Regions from separate parts of the Mus musculus genome. Here region 2 is linked to region 1. Evidence: chromatin contacts called from public HiChIP or PLAC-seq data. All regions are on one chromosome and are shown on one strand. The core of a region is the stretch at or near the end of the contact, and the rest is flanking DNA. Distances in the headings are between cores, read along the strand shown.

Region 1 (4,670 bases), core at 736-3,235:
GGTGACCTCAGGGCTGGAATCTGAAGAGTACATGCTCTGGGATGGCAGGTGCAAAGGATGATTTGGCCTGGTGGAGATTGGGGAAGGGGAGAAACCAGTCCCGTCAGTAGCCCTTCTCTTTAAACCCCTCACTTCTTCCCGACAAGGGCAGTGGCTTCTGAAGGAGGCAAGTGGGACCTTGAGTGTCTTTGATGCTATCACTTCAGAAGCCCCTCCTATCTGTTTGCTTCATCCCCGGACTGCCTCTAAATTAGCAAAGATTCCCACAAGACAGTAGGAAGGACTTTGACCTTGTGCAAGAAGCACTGAGTGGTTCTGCCAGAGCCTAGAGGTTGCCGCTGGGGCCCCTGGGAGGAGCTGAACGCTCCTGACTCGGAGGCAGCCCTGAAACATGACACCTGTTTCAACCACCGGACCATTTCCCGGCCCCGCCCCTGGAGCCTCAGTCACACTTGCCCCTCCCACAGGTGGTCCACTCTTGGCTGCCCGTGTCATTTAGTAGTGTAGCTGGTCCCTTTGAGCAGGACCTGGGACAAGTGTTAGATCATCTCAGAAGCTAAGTGGATGACGGGGCATCTGAATAGGGGTTTGGGGGAGTGCCCGAAATAGCTGCCCAGCTGCTCAGGACCAGGCTATGCGGACAGTTCCCTCTCCTGTCTCCTAGGCAGAAGGGTTCAAACCCACCCTTGTACAGGACTGAGGTCACTGCATGCAGAACCACTCTGTGCTGGTCACACTAGTTACAAATGTACTAACAACTTTGGCGTCTTTACCCTGAAGACCGGAAGGAAGCTCAACTCCCCCTACCTCCCAGGGGTGGGGATGGGGTGGGGATGGGGTAGGGTTGGGGGCAGAGCTTCACCGTCCAGGCTGCCTGTGCAGCCCAAGACACTAGTCTCTAGGCATGGCTTCACCTTAGCCTCTTGCCCCCCCAGTGCTGCAGCCAGTCTTGGAGGTGGTGACAGACACTCCCTGGCTGGGGCTGTTTCCTCCTGTAGCCCATTACATAAGCTATGGGGCTAGGCAGAGGGGTTACCCCCTCTCTCTAGAATCCCCTGGAAAGCCAAACTTTGAGCAAATCCTTCCCTCCCACCAGGGAGGCTGAGGGGGAGGGATCTGAGAAGACAAGGTTGAGGAGGGAGGAGGGGAAAAGGAACTGCAGGCTACATTCCAGCCTCACCCTTGGAGGGATGTGACTTGCCTCAGTTTCTCTCCCAAGTTCCAGCTTCTGGACAGCCTTTACCCAAACTTGTGTTCTGTTCTCGCCTCTCTTCAATAGCCTTCCTAGTCCAGCAGAACCAAGACTTCACAAGGAGGTCACCCGGCAAAAGCAGCCCCCCACATGAACTCAGCATTTGGAAACTCAGGTTCAGGTTCATCTAGGGAGTTCCAGGGACAGGGTAGAGCCTGGCCCTACAGAGCTGCTGGGCACTGGCTGGGGTCCAGGGCAGGTCTTGGAGCCCCTACCCTTTTGGCAGGTAGTTACCACTGCCTGCTCAGATTTCTGGACCCTCCCAGGGGCCAGCTTCCTGGACCAGTAAATCAGGCCTTGCAGAATGCCACCCACCTAGACAGGACGGGTAAGAGCCTGCGGGGTCGCTACTATGGGGCTGGGATGAGAGATCAATTGGGACCCAGCCTGCTGCCTGTCCCTGTCCCCTCCCAAGTTTCAAGGAAGACATTTATAAGGGCTGAGCCGGGAGCCCCTCTTGAAACAGCACCCAGGGAAACCTCTGAACTGGAACAGACAAAAATGATAGGCACCTACCTAGAGTGCGGGAAGGGTGTTGGCTGGGGCAGTGCTGCGGTTGCCTGGTGAGCAGACCCTGCCGCCAGCCTCGGGGCTGCTTGGCCCCGCCGGCCTTAGCCACTGGCTGTCCTGGCGTGGCGGCAGCGGGCGAGGGTGCGTATGTGTGTGCGCGCCCCGAGCCACTGCAGCATCTCTGCATCAGGATGCGCTCCTCCCTCTCGCAGGCTCCGCTCACTGGCTGGCTCGGCTCCTCAGCCAACGCTCGGCCGGAGATGGCTTCCTCTGCCCCCTCCCACCCCGCCGTCCCCACCCTCCTGGCTTTACCTCATTTGCTGTCATTTAAGGACCAGGGAGTGAGCCAGAGCGCTGCCGTCTTCCATCAAGCTTGGCCAGCTCCGTGCCCAGCCCAAAGCTGCAGAGGGGCGCTCTGAGAAGGCACAAAAAAGTGTCTCTTGCTTCTGAAATTCTGGAGACACAAGGGCACCCGGCGTCTCGCTTCTCTCCTTACCTAGTCCCTTGTTAGAGAATGGGATCCACAGCAAGCCTCCAATTTGCTGTGCGGGGCAGCTGTGAAGAAGGGCTCAGCCTCCATTATCCCGGTCCCCTCGCCCATCACGTTCCTTTTCCTTGTATTTGCCCAGAAGTAACATGGAATTTTGTCGTTGTTGCTGTCAAAATGGTTAAACTGTAAAAGACATTAAAAATAGCAAAAGTCTCAGATTCTTAACCCATTCTTAACAAATTTGAATACCCACCTCTAGGTTTATATTTTCACTTGGGTTGTGAGAATTAATTTATGAAAATGAGACCACAAAATACATCGTAATGTGCAAAATATATTAACTATACAATTGAGTTTGGACACCTTTGTACACGGGTACCCCTAGATCCAGCCCTCTTTTAGACAGCAAAAGGTGAGACTTCATGAAAAGCTGGTGGGTCTGGAGTCTTTGCTATTGATAGGATGTGTGTGTTTGGCTAAGTCCCCTGCCTCCTTTGAGCCACACTGGTAACCTGCAATGGTTAAAGATGGCTGAGGCCTCTGCTAGCTCTGAGATTCCAGGGGTTCACCCTGGGTAGGAGTGTACCCCTCCTGCCCTGCACCTGTCGTGTGGTGACATGCTCGGGAAGACTGAAGTCTGCAGGCAGAGGGACCCACCATCTGCAGCACCAGTCAGCCCTGACAGGCTGTCACTGTCTTTTCACCCCACTTGGGTTGCCTGCTGTCCAGGGCCAAACTGGCTAGTGGCCCAGATGCTGCAACAGCTGGCAAAGCTGGCCAGCCTCTGAGTTTCAAACGTGATACCTGTCAAATAGGAACGCGGCTCCTGTCTTGCTGACTGGCCAGTGGCTGTGGGCCTGGGGAAGAATGAGGATCCTAATGCTTCAGAGACTTCTGCCTCTCTTCTCTCAGTGCCCCGCAAGGGCGGGCACACCTCCAAAGCACAACGTCTTTGTTCTGATACAGAGATGCCTAAACTCTACTAAGATGTTTCTCAGGTAATTTTTAATTAAATTTGTGACTAGACAGTCATATCCACCTCCTCCAGGGTGGCCTATCCCCGATATCATGGTCCTGTCTGTCTGTCTGTCTGTCTGTGACAAGTTTGCTGTTCTCAAGGTCCTGAGTTACATTACACAGCTAACATCGCCCAAGTGAGACGTGCTCCATCCACTTAGAGGCTCTGCAAGGTGTTTCCAGCAGAAGACAGTAGGAGGCAGGTCCTTGCCAAACAGTGATGTGCCTGCTGCAGTGAGCTGATGAACCATGGTCTGGAAACTGTTTGCAGAATTGTTTTAGACGGAGACCGCTGTCTTTGTTGACTCTATTTTAGGACAACTGCTGCCCTTGTGGTGGGGATCAGGTCTGGGCCAGGGGTGTTATTAGTGTCAGCAAATTTGTTCTCAAAGGCTCTCTCAGATCCCCTTCCAGCCAACTTGCCCCACTGCAGGTGGATCCTGACCAGCATAGTAGAAATATTTATTAAGCCAGGATCTCAGTTTAGAAAGACAAGTCCAAACTTGTGCTGAGTGATCAGCTGAGCCTGGTCCAGATGAGTTGCAGGAGTGGGCACCAGGGATCTTCAGTGCCAGCCTCTGGCATGCTCTCATTCTGGGAGAATGCCTGAGGTAGGTATGTGAGGATCCAGGCAGGTCTTTGTCATGAATTCTATTAGTTTGGTAATAGCAGAAGTATTGCCTGTCTCCACAAGGCCAAGGGCTGTGCTAAGAGCATTACCCAATATACTCTAGGAGGTGTTAGTCTCCTGTTCTTCCCCCTCCTCCTCCCCTTCTCCCCTCTGGTTCCCTCCTCTCTTCCTCCTCCTCCCTCCTCTCTCCCCCTTTTTCTTCTTCCTCCTTCCTTTCCTCCTTCTCTTTCCCCTCCTCCTCTCCTTTCTTCTCTTCCCCTTCTTCTTCTCCCTCTTCCCCTCTTCCTCCTCCTCCTCCCCTTCTTTGTTTTTTGTTTGTTTGGGGTTTTTTGTTTTTGTTTTTGTTTTTTTTCAAGACAGGGTTTCTCTGTGTAGCCCTGGCTGTCCTGGAACTCACTCTGTAGACCAGGCTGGCCTTGAACTCAGAAATCTGCCTGCCTCTGTCTCCCAAGTGCTGGGATTAAAGGTGTGAGCCACCACTGCCCAGCCTTCCTCCTCTTCCTCCTCCTCCTCTCCCTCCCCCTCCTCTTCTTCCTCATTTCACCTGTGATGCTGGCCATATGCAGCTAAAGCAGCAGAGTGGCTGACCTCCAGTTCCTGGCTTAACTCTCTGCTGAGGATGCCAGTTGTCTGCTTTTGATGGTAAAAGGGGTCCAAAATAGAGGGCAGGGTCATTTTCCAATTGGGGTACCTGTCAGAGCCTGAAATTCTCAGGGTGGTTGACCATCAGGGACAACCCTTTTTAACATGGAGAATCAATCAAATTCTGA
Region 2 (4,670 bases), core at 1,006-3,505, 200 kb after region 1:
TCTGGAGGCCATCCGGAATTACCACAGCCCACGTTTCAGTCAGCTGTGTTCAGCCCCTCAGTATTCCAAAGCAAGAACCTCTGGGGAAACTGCCGGGGCCAGACTGCAGTTTGTATCTTACCTCCTCTAAAGCCTAGGGTTTTAGAGGAGTCTTTGAGACAGGGGATTGGGAAGCCAGCCCTATTTTACAAAGGCATATACAATTTCTTGGGTTTTGTCTCTTTTCTTAGTAATACCATATTCTCTCTCTCTCTCTCTCTCTCTCTCTCTCTCTCTCTCACACACACACACACACACACACACACACACACACACACACACACACACACACACACACTCCTTCGGCCTAATCCAAAGAGTAAGGGTAGAAAATTGTCTCTCTCTGAAGAACCAGCTTAGTCAAGGCAAAAGGTGAAATGTACTGGACAGGAAGGTGATCCCTCCTCTCTCTCATTTGCCTCCTGCATGCAGTTCCACCGATCCAGCATCCTTGGTCACAGGGAGGACTGAGTTCTGCCTCCTTTCCTCTGGCTGCCCCCACAGCCTCTCCAGGGTCTTCCTTGCTCCACACCCTCTCCCTGGGCAGCTTCTACTTAGGCTTAAGTTCTATGGGATCTGAACCTGCTGGTCTCTGGCCCTATTCAAACCACACATCTCCTGTGCACCCTGGTCTCAAAGGCTATGGCCTGCCCTTGCCTTACTGAAGATTGGATCTGGGCCCAGCAGGGCTCACCTCAGTTCCAAGGTTAGAGGAGGCACATCAGGGCCCTCCTATCAGAGAAAGAGACAGGCAAGAAGAGGAATATTGTCACCCTCTCCTCTGGAGCTAGAGGAGGCATCTTTGTCCAGAACCACACACACACTCATACACAAAACACACATACATGTTCATACACAACATACACATTCATACACAACACACATACACACAGCATGCATAACTCAGCCAGTAAGCCAAGGGAGGAATGAAAAGTAGACCCTGGCTCAGTGAGTGAGGTGGGCTGTTGTGGGACCACAGCCTCCGTGATTCAGCACTCTGACCACTCCCAGCCATGTCGTGGGTCACACTCAGGACCATTCCTGATGCCAGAATGCTGGCTTGGAAGCTGAGGAAAAGTCTTTGCTAAGACCCCAACTCTTAGGCCCTCCAGCAAGGTTTCTCTGCCAGGCTTTTGCAGCCCAGGACTCAGGACAAGTCTCAGGAGCTTGAGGGCCATTCCCTTAGACCTGCCTCTTCTCCCAGCCTCAAGCCCTTTCTGATCCCATCTAGGAAGCAAACCTGAATAGTTCCAGGAGAGGAGAGGACCACACAGAGGCCTACAAACCCAAGTATCTCTCTTCCAAAGCTATGAACAGGCTCAAACATGCAGCAAAGGGCTTTAGAGAGGTTGAATTCACAGCAGTGAACACCTGGCCCACTGAGCCCTAGGCCTCTGTGGCAGAGTAGGACGATACAAGGGTGGGTAGACTGAGTCCAAGCCCAGTCAGCACCGGACCTACATCACCACGAAGGGCAGGCAGAGAAGGTGATGGGTAGTAGGCCGGCTAGGAACCAAGGAGAGTAGGGGAGATGTTCCAGAGGGAGTGTGCAGGATGAGGAAACAAGGAAGCCACTGTGAAGGGGTTGGGACTGGGTGTGAAGATGGGGACCGGGGAGGATAAACTGGAAGGGAGCAACCGAAGGCCAGCACTACACAGGGCCGCGGGAGGGAGGGCAAGCAGAGGGGCCACGGGTGAGGCAGGAAAACATAAGTGGAATGGGGAACTGAAAAGTGAGGTGTACAGAGAGAAAACACAGGGGCTGGCTGGTCTCCAATGGTGAGGCTGAGACAGCGAGGAAAGAGAGAGAGAGCGAGGGAGAGGGATGGAATATGGGATGTTGCCAGCCGAGTCCGAAAGGGTATTAGGGTGGAGAGGGCTGAAAGCTGGAGGGAGACACTGCCAGAATCTGGTGGGTTCCGGGCAGGTGGCAGTGTAGAGAAAAAAAAGCACAGGGATGTGGATGGAGGGGGATGGGACAGGTCGGGGGATGCAGATGGACTGAGGAGAGCGGAATCAAAGGGGGTGCCGCTGGTTGGGCTTCCGAGACCGGGTTCTGTTACCCTACCGGGTACCCGCGCTCACCTTACCTCGAGGAGCTCGGGCTCCAGCCCCGGGCGCAGTCCCAGATGTCCGCTCCCGGCGCCGCCACTTCCCTCGCGTCCCCTGCAGCACCTCTCGCTGCCAGCCGCCGCATTAGGGCAGAGACTAGCCCGTGCGCGCCCCCGGGCGGCCAGCGCGTCCCCGGCGGCCTGCGTGCGCGCCCCCGAACCCCTCCCTGCGTACGAGAAGCTGGGACCAGGACCCAGCAGCTCCGACGGATGCTCAGGTGCCACAGTCCGCCCCACGCGCTAAGGATCAAGTTGCAGAACCAGAGTCTGGGAACCCTGTTTTCTCCCTTGATCTTGGATACTCCTTCAGAAGAGTGGCACTCCGTGTTGTCGTAGGACCTGGAGCCAGAACTGTTGCGGTCTGTCCTGCAAATAACCCCTTTATGAGTTCTTAGGGGCAGGAATTTGTCCACAGCTTTGGAGAGCATAGCTCCCTCCAAAAACTTCCACTGAGTTGTTCATCCGAAGCTGACAAGGGGCAAAAAACAAACAAACAAACAAACAAAAGAAAAAGCATGAGGACATTACAGGTGGGTCTTGTTTTAAAACTGTAAGAATTGTTCTGCCCGGGGGAGACTCGGGGCACTGTCCCAGACTTGAGTTAGAGTGGAAAAACCTTGAACTTGGAGACCACATATCCAAATGTTAGCCCTGCCTCGGTGACTGAGCAGGTCTGAGCATGCAAAGTGGGCTGCGTCTTAGCTGAGATCCCGCCCCCTTGGTAGACCTCAGCTAATGTGCACAGGTGGAGACCTGTACCCCCTCCCACCTTGAATGAGCCCTTAGAAGCTTCTAATTCAGCTCCCTGCCTAAAACTACAGCCCCGTAGGCACCACCACTCTGAGACTCACTCTGAGACTCCTTCTGTGATCACACCCAGGTATCACCTCTACTTAGACCTGAACCCACCTGCCAGTCTCAGCATCCCCCCCAACCCACCTCTGCCTGTGGGCTCAGGAAAAGAGACGCTGCAGATCACCCCCCTGCCCCACACATAGCCTGTGCTCAGTAAAGGCTCATCCACTCACTGACAAAATGGCCTCTCTTCAGCTAGGGGCTTCCAACCCAACAGCTGCAGATGGGAGGCAAAGAGGAGGCAGGGAGGGAGGCCAGTTTTGAAAGCCTTGAAGCAAGATTGTCAGAATCCTGGGCGATTTTTTTCAAGGTTACTACATATACAAAGCAGCAAGTCACTTAAAACCAATACTTCAGCATCACCCTGGTATTAGTCCTGAGAATGAGACTTCACCCTACCAGAACCAGATGACACTAAGGAGCCAGTCAACCCAACCAGAGGGATAGGGTCCCTGGACCCTGGTAGGTCCCAAACACCTGACAGACTCTTAGAAGACTTGGGGAAGGCACTTGAAAGCACTCAGGTCTGTGTGGAGGGCAGAGTTCCCTCACCCCCCTTTACTAAAAGCATCCAGTGGTGGCCTGGTCCCTGGAATAAAGAATTCTCCTATCCTAAGAGGCCAGCTCCCTGCATCCTGTTGTGTGGATCCCTAGAGCAGCAAGAGGCAGCTATTTTCTGGTGATGCGTGGTGACTATTGTGTCCACTCTAGAGGCACCTGCTGAGCTCCACATGTCATCCTCACTGTATCAGACCTGAAAAAGTAAACAATTGCTTACACTTTTATTGTTTTTGTAAAGATTCATTGATTTTATTTTATGTGTACGGGTATTTTAACTGCCTGTGCTGTGCACCAGGTGAATGCAGTACCCAAGGAAACCAAAACAGTGTCTCTCTCTTGCTAAACAAGCAATCCTCTTCCACAGTCTTCCAAGGAGGAATAGGGACACAGGTGGATTTGTCCGTAATTGATGGAGAATTAACTTGGGAGAGCGATTTGGCAGGATCACTGAGACTCTAAATGTCCCTGCCACCGGTTCCATTCTTAAGAATGTGATTGAAGAGATGGCTCAGAAGTTAAAAGTACTTCCTGCTCTTGCAGAGGACCAGAGTTCAGCTCCCAGCACCTCTGTCGGGAGTCTCACAATCAACCCCAAGGCATCTGACACCTCTGGCATCTGTGGGTACTTGTGAGTGCGCGCACACACACACACACACACACACACAAACACACACACACACACATTGCACTCACATACACACAAACACACACAAAAATACACATATACACACAAATGTACACACAACACACTCAAACACACACATATATACTCATACACACACAAACACACACGTGCACACAGTCATACCACACAGAAACACACACACACACAAACATGTACACATACACACACATATACATACTCACATACACATACTCATACCACACACACACTCACATCACATACACACACACACATACATACACTCACACACATACATACACATAATTTAAAACAATATAAATAAATGTTTAGAAAGAGAATCCGGCCTACAGAAACATGGGCACGAGCTATGGAGGGTTTGTAGATGCTGACACACTGAGCATAGCCACACTCAGTGTGTCAGCATCTACAAGTGGTGTTTAACACTGATAACACATGCA

The links. HiChIP or PLAC-seq counts read pairs in DNA pulled down with a chosen protein or histone mark.
Region 2: an H3K4me3 HiChIP or PLAC-seq map of embryonic stem cells shows a contact between it and region 1, with 7 times the contacts expected there. The contact joins the promoter of Nfasc here to the promoter of Cntn2 in region 1. A contact is called at or near these places in 9 of 39 promoter capture datasets (3T3-L1-derived adipocytes, the HPC-7 cell line, HPC-7-derived erythroid cells and 5 more), 8 of 484 Hi-C or Micro-C datasets (cerebral cortex, cortical neurons, embryonic stem cells and 2 more), 9 of 115 datasets of contacts at active chromatin or transcription factors (differentiating embryonic stem cells, embryonic forebrain, embryonic hindbrain and 4 more) and 2 of 9 other capture datasets (embryonic stem cells and macrophages).

Annotation. Positions count from the first base shown.
Region 1 is chr1:132,540,955-132,545,624 of GRCm38.p6, forward strand. It overlaps Cntn2 (contactin 2), which reads right to left and starts at 1,986. Exons shown (of 23, transcript NM_177129.5): 1 at 1,769-1,986.
Region 2 is chr1:132,739,542-132,744,211 of GRCm38.p6, forward strand. It overlaps Nfasc (neurofascin), which reads right to left and starts at 2,256. Exons shown (of 30, transcript NM_182716.4): 1 at 2,130-2,256.